3 separate regions of the Mus musculus genome follow, and regions 1 and 2 are each linked to region 3. Evidence: chromatin contacts called from public Hi-C data. All regions are on one chromosome and are shown on one strand. Each heading gives the region's core, a stretch centred on a gene start, on an enhancer-like site or on the middle of the called end of the contact. The rest is flanking DNA. Distances are from core to core; before and after follow the strand shown. Region 1 has its middle 59 kb from the start of Gm24965. Region 2 overlaps Fut9 (fucosyltransferase 9). Region 3 holds the start of Fut9 (fucosyltransferase 9).

The links. Hi-C and Micro-C count contacts between places; a contact is called where the count stands out from the background.
Region 1: a contact with region 3 is called in a Hi-C map of cerebellar granule neurons, with 3 times the contacts expected there. The contact joins the enhancer-like site here to the promoter of Fut9 in region 3. A contact is called at or near these places in 4 of 484 Hi-C or Micro-C datasets (brain, cerebellar granule neurons and cerebellum) and 1 of 115 datasets of contacts at active chromatin or transcription factors (kidney).
Region 2: a contact with region 3 is called in a Hi-C map of cerebellar granule neurons, with 2.0 times the contacts expected there. The contact joins the enhancer-like site here to the promoter of Fut9 in region 3. A contact is called at or near these places in 2 of 39 promoter capture datasets (hippocampal neurons and pre-B cells), 8 of 484 Hi-C or Micro-C datasets (brain, cerebellar granule neurons, cerebellum and 3 more) and 1 of 115 datasets of contacts at active chromatin or transcription factors (embryonic forebrain).

Annotation. Positions count from the first base shown.
Region 1 is chr4:25,997,661-26,001,993 of GRCm38.p6, forward strand. No RefSeq gene overlaps it. Among named protein-coding and RNA genes, the nearest start is that of Gm24965, 59 kb to the left of the region's middle. Within about 2 kb of position 2,626, at least 2 of the 459 cell types and tissues checked have an H3K27ac peak or open chromatin away from gene starts, as enhancers often do. A contact at or near this core is called in cerebellar granule neurons and cerebellum, where this site is marked.
Region 2 is chr4:25,621,398-25,625,610 of GRCm38.p6, forward strand. All of the region lies in intron 2 of Fut9 (fucosyltransferase 9), which reads right to left. Among named protein-coding and RNA genes, the nearest start is that of Gm24977, 57 kb to the left of the region's middle. Within about 2 kb of position 1,999, at least 4 of the 459 cell types and tissues checked have an H3K27ac peak or open chromatin away from gene starts, as enhancers often do. A contact at or near this core is called in cerebellar granule neurons and cerebellum, where this site is marked.
Region 3 is chr4:25,797,247-25,801,588 of GRCm38.p6, forward strand. Fut9 (fucosyltransferase 9) reads right to left here and starts at 2,757. Exons shown (of 3, transcript NM_010243.3): 1 at 2,343-2,757.

The DNA.
Region 1 (4,333 bases), core at 1,376-3,875, 200 kb after region 3:
CTTTCATAATAATTAAAATTATATATAACTCAAAGATTAATAGGTGTATTTCAGTCCCAAAAAAAATACTGTATTCGTGAACTGGGTAAGCCTTTGTTTTCTTTGTTCCTATATCATTACAAAGCAGTTGTCTGTAAAGACATAGAGGTCTTAGTCTTATGTCTACAGCTTTAATGTATTAATGTGCATCATTAATGGCATTAATCTTGCCAGTGCATATCAGAAGCGACAGAGGTGATATTATTTTGGGAATGTGGGGAATGTGTAATGAATAGGAGAGGCAATGGCCAGGAAGGAGGGCTATATCGTCTTTGTGCTACTACTTGGAAATCTGTTGCCTGAAAAGTGACTGTGGCAACAAAGGGATTCAGATGACATAACATTCAGGCTCTGAATTGTCTTTCCTTTATCAGAGTATTTGTTTTCAGAGTCAAAGAAGCCATCTTCTATGCTACAATGGTTTCTTTAGGAAGGAAGTGAAGACTTCAGGCTGATGGCAATCAAAACATACTCAGAAATCAGCTAACAAGTGTGTGCTCAGGGTGATAGCCTTCTAGATTCGTCTCTGGGGCCTTTTATTTACTCTCTTTTAAATGGCCAGCAATCTGAGCAGATCCAGCAACGAAGGCATAATTCACTGCATCAGAAGTGATGTCAAGGAGAAGAGCAGGTGTCTGTATTAGCATTGGCTGGCTTATGGGCATGAAGTGAAACAATTTTGCACAGATGTTTCAGGGGATGGCAGAGTCACTCCTTACTAATTACTTAGTCAACATAACTACCTCACTGTTTAGCCTGATCTCTGAGGTCTGGGTGGGCAGATGAAAAGCCCCATACACTTTTTACTATGTAGCAGAATAACACAATTAAATTAATGATGTAATGTTTAAATTGTTTTTAAGCTATCTGACACTATTTGCTCTCATGGTGGTATGGAGATAACTGATGCTTAACATAGGAAGGATAAAATGTTTCACTTTGATGTATCTTGTTGTGATGACTATTTCAAGGATGTAATTTCTAGAACTGAACTGTGTAGTCACAGGCACATAGATGTTAAATTCCACAGGAGTAAAGTACAAGGGTCCCTGGAGGACACCTATTAAACATTTACTATCTGTTAGTTTATTAATGAACTAACTTGCCATGGTTTTACTTTTTAAGAGTTCTCTGCGGTCAATCTACTTTTCCTTCTGCCTTCACTGTCTGGGAAAGGAAACTACCCAGAGCTTTAGGTTTCTGTAAAGGTGCAGAACATCAGTCTTACTTTCTCCATGTCACCTTATTGGCCTCTAACTTGCCCTATTTTATTTAATCAGGGATTTCTGTGAAAATGTTGACAAATGAGCTCCGTAGAATTTTGCCTTCTTCGGAAATTTGTAAGAGCTGGATTCTGTTGTGTGTTAAATAGCCTTTAATACCTTTAGGAAAAAAAAACATGTATTTTCTCCTAAAGTGAAAGAACTATGACTTTTGAATGTTGACCAAGTTTTCATTGTGAATTTAGTTCAGGTTAATGACAAAATTACATAATACAATAATATTATATGACATTTGTACAACAAGCTTTTTTTTTCTAAATAACTGAATGGATTTTTAAAAGATCTCCCATTTTATGAAGAAGTTACATACTATTTTGATGTCATATACAAGAGAGAAAATGTACAATTCTTTGTAATGATAGGCAGATCTGAGAGCAGAACCTTCTTTTATTACACTTACTCTTTGTCCTATTTAGGAAGAGGACAGATTAAAAACCATAAAAGTAATCAGCAAAAATGGCAGGATGCGAAGAACTGGGCATGTTGGTTTGAGGTTGGTGTTTATGGATGCCTACATCAGACCCCAATGTGATTCTTTGGACATTCCTCCTTTGAAGCAATATTATGCCTACAATTAGTATGAGTTGAATATATCATTATATTCAGGAACCCATGTTCTTGAAAGTAAAACCATGCTTCAGCTTCTCTGAGAATTCTTTTCATAACCCGGTGACTGATTTTATTCAAGGAAAAGAACTTGGTAATAGCAAGGCTCTATACTACATACTGTCTTAAACTTTTCAGATTGTACAGTCAATGGCTGTGCTATGTGTTCAGTCAAGTCATTAGATAGTCTATGTTAGGAATTTAAACATCAATTTTTATCAGTGTAATAGTTTATTTTAAAATCAAGGTCCATGAAAATCACTGAAGTATTTTAAAATTTGGGTGGGTTGTTTTGCAAGTTCAATCACCTTTTAGCTTTTACTTATGATTTTTTTTTTCTAAAAAGGAAACTTTTATATGTTTTCATTCAGGAAGGCATTACTGCTAACAAAATTATAGTGACTGTTTCACATAGGAGAATGTTACTACCTATCCATGTAGTAATGTTGTGAGGTCACATATGATAGTACATGACAGAGGACAGGAATGGCCTCAGGGGGAGACAATAGTGTATAAACACTTGGAGACACATCAGCAGTGCCTAAGAAGGAAACCAAGACACAAGTAAAGGGATTTCATACCATCCTCTATACCCATAGTATGTTCTCCACAAAACAAGTTATATTAGCCCATGACAGAGCCTCCTATTGCTGGGGGTTTCCTTCTGTGTTTTATTAACTTTCTTGATTTTTAAAATTGACAGCTGCTATAGGAAGCAGGTGTTTATGTCTCCCATATAACTGGTGGCCAAGAAGATTCTTATTTATGGGCATCGATTTTTAAGCTCAGATTGGATTTGCAATGTTTGTTTAATTTAAAGTTCTATTTCTAATCAGAATCTCTTTTTGATGTACATTGCTATAAGGCATGTCCCCCCCACCCCCACCCCCTATTAAGAGAGAGCATAAAGCAGAGAACTCTCCTCCTAGTATGGTTTAGCTTTGCCCTATTTTGTTTGGCAGGTTCCTTTATAAACCTGTTTCCCGCTGTGTTAACTGCCTGAGGAGCCATCTGCCAAGGTGTAAACAGATTCTTATTGCTTGTTGACAGATCTTGGTGTGTCAGCACAAAATTAATAACTGCTTTGTTTTTATTTCAAATACAATTGACCTTATGAAACGATTTAATTTTTTCTGTTTATCTCAACATTTCCCATATTATTAACGTGTCAGATGTCTTTCCTTTTAATTATAAGCAAATTGAAGCGCTATATATGCTTATTTGTATGGAAAGCACATATTATAGGTGCACTGTATTGGAGTTCTGTACTATTTGTATGTCTTCTAATCTTCCCCATGAAAACAAGTTCAGTTAATTTGTATGTTGGTCATATTGTGCTATGTATAGAGTCGATAAGGTGAATCAGAACCAGAAAGTGAGTATATTATTTAAGATATTTCATATTGAAATCTCATTTCAAATTCCTCATCAGAACTGTGGAAATCCCTAGTGAGAACAAAACATCTCTTCACAGAGCTTATGTTATACAGTGAACAAAAGTGTGCAAATGGAAGGATGAGTAAATATTCATATTTCTTTCACATATTTTCACTAATAATAGTATCAGTAGATATAGTTAGCACACAATTAATTTTAGTTCCGTCTTTCCATTACACCTTCTCTGATTTACTGACTTTAAGATAATTTCCTAATTATGTAATTATAGCAGAAGTTGGCAAGGCCAAGAAAACAAAGGAGTGTAATTATTTTCTCTTTACCTTTGAGAAATAATAGTAGTGTGGTTCTGTTTTCTGTTGTTAATGTGGTATAGTGGGGACTAAAAATAACTGTCTGTGAATAAGATTTTAAAAATTGGCAATGGAGATTGGCTAAGCATTTAAGAGAAATGCAGCTCTTGTGGAGGTTCTCAGAACCTACTTCTGGTGGTTCACAACCTCCTGAACTATAGTTTAAGGAAATCTGATACCATATTCTTTCCTCTGAGCGCAACTGCATGCCCATTGGCACACATGTATATATGTATAGGTATATGTATAGGTATAGGTATAGGTATAGGTATAGGTATAGGTATAGGTATAGGTATAGGTATAGATATAGGTATGTATATGTATATATATAACGATTTCAAAATATATAAGTAACGATATATATAACGATTTCAAAATATATAAGTAACGATTTCAAAAATGATTTTAAAATGGTCAGTCTCTCAATATCTGAAGATTAATGAAATGTTTCTTCTAAAAAGACCAACATTACATATGCTTATAAAATGAGAACACTTTTATCTCAGCATTTCTATGAAACAACCTGTCAAAAAGATGAAATAAACTTTCAGTTCATAACAGTATCTATGGCTACAGGAAAGTCTGAGAACCCATTGTAAAATTTGATAATCTTTTCAGAGAGAGATAGAAAAGATGTAAAGAGTAACAGACCCTATT
Region 2 (4,213 bases), core at 749-3,248, 180 kb before region 3:
CCCTTATCAGGGATTAGAGCATTAAGCTTAATTTTCAGAATTAAATATGGCTGATATCCTTAAGATAAAGATGAACGTCATGGAGAATGGTAATCCACTGTATTTTAATAGTTTATGGCTAAAGCTCCACTGAGCAGCTGGCTGAAATAGATGCAGAGGCCTAAAGCTAAGCTCAGGAGTCTTATATAGAAATATGGGGAAGATTTGAGGGCCACGGAGGGGATAGGATCTCCAGAGGAGACCAGCAGAGTCAACAACCTTGGGGGCTTCCAGAGATTGAACCTCAACGGAAAAGCAGAGACAGGCTGGAACCTAGGCTTCCCACATATATGTAGTTAATGTGCACCTCGATCTTCATGTGGGTCCCCCAACAACTGGAGCAATGGCTGCCCCTAGAGCTGTTGCCTGTCTGTGGACCCTGCTCCCTTACCTAGGCTGCCTTGTAGGGCCTCAGTAGGAGAGGATGTGTCTAGCTTTTCAGAGAATTGATGTGGCAGGGCAGGATAAGGGGTAGAGGACTCCATCTTCTCATAGGAGAATGGGAGGAGGTGTGCAGGAGGATGTGTGTGTGTGTGTGTGTGTGTGTGTGTGAGGAGGGGGCCAGTGATTGGGATGTAAAGTGAATAAATAAATAAATTGAAAGAGAAAACACACATATATTATTTCTAAGAATTATTTATTTAACCTTAGACTACAGAGAAAGTTGAGAAGTAATTACAAAGAATATCTTGTCAGGCGTGCTAGTGCACGCCTTTAATCCCAGCACTTGGGAGGCAGAGACAGGCGGATTTCTGAGTTCGAGGCCAGCCTGGTCTACAGAGTGAGTTCCAGGACAGCAAGAGCTACACAGAGAAACCCTGTCTCAAACAAAACAAAACAAAACAAAACAAAACAAAACAAAACAAAACAAAACAAAACAAAACGTCTTAATATTTATAATAAAGTGATATTGCAAATACTATTTGTCAAAGTTTATGGTATATGGACAAACAACAGTACTTAAAAGACGCTTAGAGGTACAGTTTCCAGGAAATTAATTATTTGATTAACCCAAGAAGATCATCAACGAACAATGAACAAAGCTAAAGGAAAAAAACAAAAAAAGAAGCAAATAAACCAAACAACAAAAGCAACAAAGAAAATAGAAGTAGAAGTAGACAAAGTCATTGAACTTGAGAGCTTAAATTTGAGTTGATTAGAATATCCCAATGTCTACTTATATCAATAAAACAGTCAAGATAGAAAATAAATCTAGGTTAATAACAGAAGTACAAATAATGGCTAACTTAATGTATATTAAAATTAGGAATGCCTAGTGAGTATTTATAAAGAAATATAAAAATTCTTGATAAAATAAGCGATTGTGGTTTGCGTGAGTTGAGAAAAGCACATTGGCCTATGGGGGGTGGAGTGAGGATCCATCATAATGGGATTTGTTAAAGAAATGGAATTCAAGAAAAACGACTGAGAGCAAGCATTAGGCTTAGAGAAGACTGAAGTACTCAAATTAGTAATTCAATAAATGGGGATTGCTATGACACTTTAAAAAATGGAATCATTTTACAAAACAGAAAGATAAGGATAAGTTGTTAAATCAATATATGAAGCCAACTATAATTTTGTTAACAATATATTAGAGAAGATATTTTTAAAGGCCAGTTTTACTTAAAGTTACAGACAAAAATTACCCAAGATAGCAAACTTAGATTTGTAAAAATACCAGAATGACAATCCAGAATACATTTAAGGAAATCTAGTTACATGGACTCCTGTAGATAACCATGAAGTCAGAACACATTTAACAGTTTGAAGAAATTCTGATGAGAGTCATGCTAAACTATGCTAAGGTGCTTTCCTGTGATATACCAATCAGGCTGTATATGACCAGGTCACAGTGACAGCAGCCAGCACACAATAACTGCTATTTCTGCCAATCCTAAGAGAGTGGCTGTGGAGAAGGCCATCTGTCACCGTTTCTTCAGAGATGAGCAAATGGGGACAGAGACACATCCAATAAGCAACAAGCTTAGTCACTGACCTGCGGTCTACAGTCAACACCAAGCAAATGATACATTCACTATTCATTCATATTTTTATATTGGGTTTCATTGTCTTGATTTCTCTGGCATCTATCCCTTTTAACTGAGAGCTATTTATTACCATTTTAAATGTAGATCAGGTTCTCCCATCAAACAATAGCTCACACTTACATTGTTCTTATTATGGCCAAATACTGATCTGAGAGCTTTTACTCACTCATACACATGAGCACATCTATTAACTCATATTACCATTTTACTAAAGAAAAAAGTAACTGAGGCACGAAATGGCTAATATGCAGCTTGCTCAAGTTTAGTCACCCAGGAAGTTGCAGCATGTGCGTTCTCCTGCAGGTTGTTGGCTTCATGGTATGAACATGTGATGACTTTGTTTTATGATGTACTATTATGCTCCCTGCAGGCAGAATTTGCAAACAGTATAGTGATATTTTCTTTCTTCACTGACATACCATTAACATCTGGGCAGAACACTTAATAAGTGTTTCATGTGTCGTGTGAATGAATGGGTGAACGACAGAGTTTCTGATAAGTGTAAGGTCCTGTGTCAGTAACTGTAAACACAAAATATGAACCAAGAGAAACTTTTTGTTTATTTGTTTTATCTATAAGTTTAGCATATGCTCATGTAGACAATGTAAACCAATGGAGCTGGCAGAAAATAACTGGGTAAACTGGGTAAAATTGAGCTTTGGATTTTCTTCTGTTTCAAAGTTAGTACACTTGTAGTCAGTTTTACCCACTCTTTGTCTGTTTTTCTTTCCCATTCTCTCTCTCTCTCTCTCTCTCTCTCTCTCTCTCTCTCTCTCTCTCTCTCTCTCCCTCCCTCCCTCCCTCCCTCCCTCCCTCCCTCCCTCTCTCCCTCTTGTGTGCTTTAGTTAAATAAAAATAAAAAGGATTTGGCCCTTTGGCAGAAAACAATATTGCTTCTGCTCTGTGTTCCACTTTCCTGTTTCCTAAGCATTTTGTCTTGTTGATTCTTCTCTTTATATGTTCTACCTCTAATTCTTCACTGCTACTAGGGTTAATTACTAAACAATGGGGCAGTTATTTATTGACCCCTACCATGCACAGAAATTGTTAGGAATGTTTGCCTCCTAGAGCCAAGTTGACATTTCTTTGACAGGAATTGTTTCATTTATTCCCCAAAACTGAAATTCAGGTGAAAATTCAACATGTTTTGATCTATCAATCACTCCAATCTATTTTTCAAAGCCCCTAAGCCGAGATGCTATATAGCAACGACAACAATGAATGTGTAGAAAAAGGGAAATTGTAGCCATATAGAGTAATCGAAACTTTTCACTTATTCTAAATGGCCTTACAGAATGTGAAAGATGACAAAGACTTAAGCTTTAAAGAAAAGAACAGAATCCTGGGTAAAAATAATGCTCGCTCAGATTTGGTAGAGGAAAATATTTAGAAAAAATACTCCTATTTTTCAATACTGCTCTAATGCATGCTTTAAAAAAAAATGGAAGTAAACTTTAAAATACGAAACACTTAGAATTGTGATTTGCAAATGATAGATTCATGTCCGGATACTTGGGAGAGAAATGAGAAACTAAGGCAAATGAGAAGATTCCTCAGAGACTAGTAATTCTACTGTAAGTCTCTGCACTTGTGGTGTTCAGGATATTATTTTAACTAGTATTCATCTCAACTTTAAAATAGAAATAACATTGAGCAAACTATAAGAGAGGACTGAATACTTGGCTAGTACTGTGTGATAAAGCCAGCTACCTGGGTGGTAGCTCACCCCTTGGCAACTCTCTCCATTTGCTGGCTATTGCAGTATATTGTCTCTCTCACATTACATCGTGATGTAAAGTTGGAAGACAGAACCAGTCAGCTCAATAGAAGATCTTCACTCCATATAGTCCTTGGTTAAAAGAATAAAGTTGACGATACCAAATTAAAAAGTCAAGAGTAAATTAGTGAAAAGTTGATGGTATGGCTAAGTTAGAAATAGTTTAAAAATAAAGCAAACCTTTGACTTAATCCTTTTGAAATAAAACTTATAAAGTGTGATAATTATCAATTTTTTGTTATTCTATTAATTTATGATAACAGATCAGGAATTAGTGTTCTTAGCCAAAACTCCTGCAATACTAGGTCTTGTCTGTAGATTACTGTCATTTGTAGTTAACTACCCG
Region 3 (4,342 bases), core at 1,507-4,006:
AAATATTGACTTTACACCTGTCCTCTTGGTAGCAATGTAAAGAAGAGCATCACACACTCACCAATGCACCATTCCAATACTGGTGTTCCTGTCTCTTCATCTGTTATATTTGATGATTTTGCAGAGTCTTCCTAACTACAGGACCTTTAAATCCAGAAGGGTTTTGACTTCTGTATAAGAATCCATAACAAGAACCTCTGCTCTATTTTATGAGAAATTCATTTTCATGTTCATAGATGATTCTTAGGCAGTGTTAATATTTTGACATAAACTACAATGCTGTTAGAATGCTTTGATCTCAACTTCTGCTTACCACAAAAACAGAGCATTCAGCATTACTCCAAGCTCTGCTTCGTTCAACTGTGACGTATCTATTCAGTGAAGACTCATTATTGCTGGATATACTGTACATACCAATTACCCTATTGCTAAACAAAATACAAATATCTCCAGAGGGAAATTTAAAAGATTCTTTAATTCATCTTCTAAGTCGCCTATTGTCCACTCGGCATGCCATATGTGAATGTCTGCAGCAGTTGCAAACTTAAATACATAGTTTTGAGTATTTTTCTTAGTCCAACAGTAAGGTTAATTAGGCAAATTTCTGTATTTAGGAAACCAACAGTAGTACACCTGGCCCTCGTGAATTTTGGTGCAGCTGAACACATTTGCTGAAAACCACTGCTGGTCACTTTGCTCCTGCCCTGAGACAAGGACTACCAAGAAAGCAAAGTGAAATAAAATGCTTGACAATGGGAAAGGTGGGATTTTAAAGGTAATCATTGGTAAACAAACTCATCGTATATTTGATCAAATTTCCCTTTCTATTTTATATAGAGGGAGAATCGCCTGTCCAAGAAGAGGACTGAAAACATCATCCTCTCCACCAACTGCAAACAGGAGAATGGCAAGTCAAGTCTCATTCCCCCTAAATTGCTTACAGTAATATCAAAACACTTATTCACACAGTCCATTCTTAAATAGGGTATTCCCCTTCAAAGTTTCTTACATTTCTTTGAATACTCCCAATTTTCCTTAAACATTAACCCTATGTTCACGTCTGTGCAGTAAGATGCCGCCACACAATATTTTACAAGTTGTTTGAATGTAAATCATAAGTTGTATGGGATCTTGCTTTTCACTACAGCACAGAGGAATCTTGAATACAAATTTTAGTATTTAAATCACCTCCTTTCCTGTTCACAGGAACCCTCCACTCCCCGTCAGATTCACTCTTTGAACACAATGCTTATTTTTGTTCAAGCTAACCACAAATGATAAGCCTGATTCCAGCAGGAAGGTCTGCTGCATTCAGGAAACTCATTAGGATAGCTAGAGACTACACCTACACCGCCCCTGAAGCGCGTGGTGTGGAAGTTCTCTGTACAACCTTCCGCTCTTAGGTCAATAAACACAAAGGAAATAAGGGCTTTAACTTATTGAAATTTAAAATCATAACAACAATAATAAAGCGATTGTAAACGGTATGTCTGGTTCCACCTCTTTTTAAAAAAGCTGCCTATCCTTAAAAGTTGCCGCCGAGATTTGGTGGCGTAGCTTAGGGAGATTCACAGCTGGACTGTGTAAGGTGCTCTGCTCTAAACCTGAAAAAAAGGTAGATTCTGTGATAACAGGTAAAATAATATGGGCCCTTCCTTGTGCTCAGCGGACAAGCCCTCAGACAAGAAGGAATCTAAGCGATGTAAATAGTTGGGCACTTTGAAACAATGACAAAAAGTTTAGTCCCAAAAGATTTCCTGTTTTTGTCCTCTTTCCATGGTTGATTATCACCTTAATAGCCCAGGTGCAGAGACACAATAAACAGAACACACCGCGTGTCAGTGTGGGTTTGGAGGTGAGTGTCAGAAAAGCTTCAAGACAGCATCATGTGGAAGCAATGAGGTCAGCATTCACTAAGTCTCTGAGGAGGAACGGGATGGCAGGACCAATGACTCTGTGGTCAGGCTTTGAGGGAAGGTGGGTCAGAGGAGGACTTTGTGGAGAAACCTAGGTCCGAGCGCTAGGCAGAAGACAGAATTCACAAAAACCTGGGGACAACAAGGGCAGCAATGACTCTCTTTGAAGTGACACCAGGAGAAGGCTATCTGCCCGGGGAATGAGGGTAGCAGCGGGAGGGCAGGAGGGTGACAAGGGACTAAGATGTACAAGCAGCTATCTCTGGAAGAGAAAGGGTTCAAGTTCCAAGCTGGTTGAGTTAAAACCAAATGTCCCCGGGGACCTGTGCCAGGAGGGTACCCAGCAGGTGGTCGGGGTGCCTCATCTAACGATGTACGGTGGGCGCTCAGTCCTGTGCCTGACCCCCTAGAGTCTCTGGTACTCACCGATCCCAGCGAGGGAAAGCTCCATCCAGGGCGCGGGAGGGCAGCGCGGCGCGGGCGGGACGAGGGCTGGCGGTGGTGGCGGCGCTGTCCTAGTAGCGTAGCCGGAGTCCGGGGGTAGCCAAGAGGCGAGAGCGGCGGCGGGGTCTCAAGGCACCGGGTGAGGAAAGATCCAGGGCTCCAGAGCTGCAGCGCCCCGCGCGCTCTCTTCCCATCTCCCGGGCTGCCGAGGTTGCTGCTGCCCAGAGCAGCCAGGAGAGGGGGAGGGGAGCAGGCACGCGGCAGGGAGGGAGAGCAAAGAAAGCAGGGAGGGGGGAAGGGATGCGCGAGGGGAGATGGAGATGATCACCGAGAGTTGGGAAGAGAAGGGAGGAGCATAGCAGCCGGGTACAGGTTCCCACCAGAGGAGCTCCAAAATGAGCCTGTGGGTCTTGCCCCAATACCCTGCCGCTCCATGCTAACCCCCTTCGCGCCCTTTCCTTTGGCTCTTCCTCCGGTGACTGTGCCTGGGAGTACCCACGCTCGGCTGCGGATGCAGTTTCAGCAAGCCACCGCGTGTGTTGAGTCGGGAGGCTGCAGAGACACAGCATTGCTCTCCAGGCCTGTGGCACCTGTGCGCGCACACATAGCCACTGGTTCCATTGCTGCGTCTCCGATATGCAGACTCTTAGTCTGCCACCCTCCTCCACTCTCCTTTTAGGTCAAACTGTGGACTTGCAGCAACCGCTTCTGTCAGTTCCTTATTGCTGTCCCCCACCCCCACCCCCCAGGCGCTATTTGGCACGGACTGTCCAGCCAGAAGGCGACAGCAGGGAGCTCAATGCAGGCAACCTTCTCCAGTCCCTTGTATCTGCTGCCTGTGTTTGTTCTTCACTGGGGTTGACCAGCTAAAGTCCGGGGTCAGGTTGGGGGGTGATTAAAATTAAACTAAAATAGGAGGGGCAGATTGTCTGGAACCAAATTCTCAGTGATTTGGGAAGGTTGTAAATGTGAAGGGCAGTGTTGTGCTCAGAATTGACTCTTCTCTGTAAGCAACATTAAAATATAAATTCATAGGTAGATAGACACATAGAAAGATAGATGGATAGATAGATACATGGATGGATAGATAGAAAGACAGAAAGAAAGGTAGGAAGGAAAGAAGGAAGGAAGGAAGGAAGGAAGGAAGGAAGAAGGAAGAGAGAGAAAGAAAGGATAGATGGATGGATAGATAGATAGATAGATAGATAGAGCTCCACTTTGCAAAGTTTTTGTTTATTTTGTTGGACTACAAGTCAATCCTCGAAATTTACTTTTAGACTACGATTCAAATACATATAGAAAGTATATTTAGGGGCTCCTCTTACACTCAAGAATCAAGGAATAAATTCACACATTTAGTAAATATAACGACAATCAGAGTATCGCTGACTGATTTCTGTGAACCTTGATTTTGTTTCATAATCTTCGCATTCTGATTGGAAATAGGCAGCAGACAGGAAGCAAGTGGATGATGTGTGTAATGATACAGGTAGAAAAAGTAGTCTAGTTAAACTCTCTTCAAATGATACAGTAAGTATCCCTGTACTTCTTAGCAGAGCACTGGAGAAAGGAAGTTCTGGGGTGTGTGTGTGTGTGTGTGTGTGTGTGTGTGTGTGTGTGTGCATGTGTGTGTGTGTGTGCATGTGTGTGTGTGTGTGTGTGCATGTGTGTGTGTTGCATGTGTGTGTGTGCATGTGTGTGTGGGTGTGTGTGTGGGTGTGTGTGCATATGTGTGTGTGTGCATGTGTGTGTGAGTGCATGTGTGTGTGTGCATGTGTGTGTGGGTGTGTGCGTGTGTGTGTGTGCATGTGTGTGTGCATGTGTGTGTGTGCATGTGTGTGTGTGTGTGTGTGCGCGCGCGCGCGCGTGTGTGTGTGTGTGTGTGTGTATGTGCACCAAGCATGTGTCCATGGGCTCACACTGCTTTTCTGAATGTAGAAATCTTCATGTGCTAAAGGATCTTAGTCTCTAAAATAATTTAG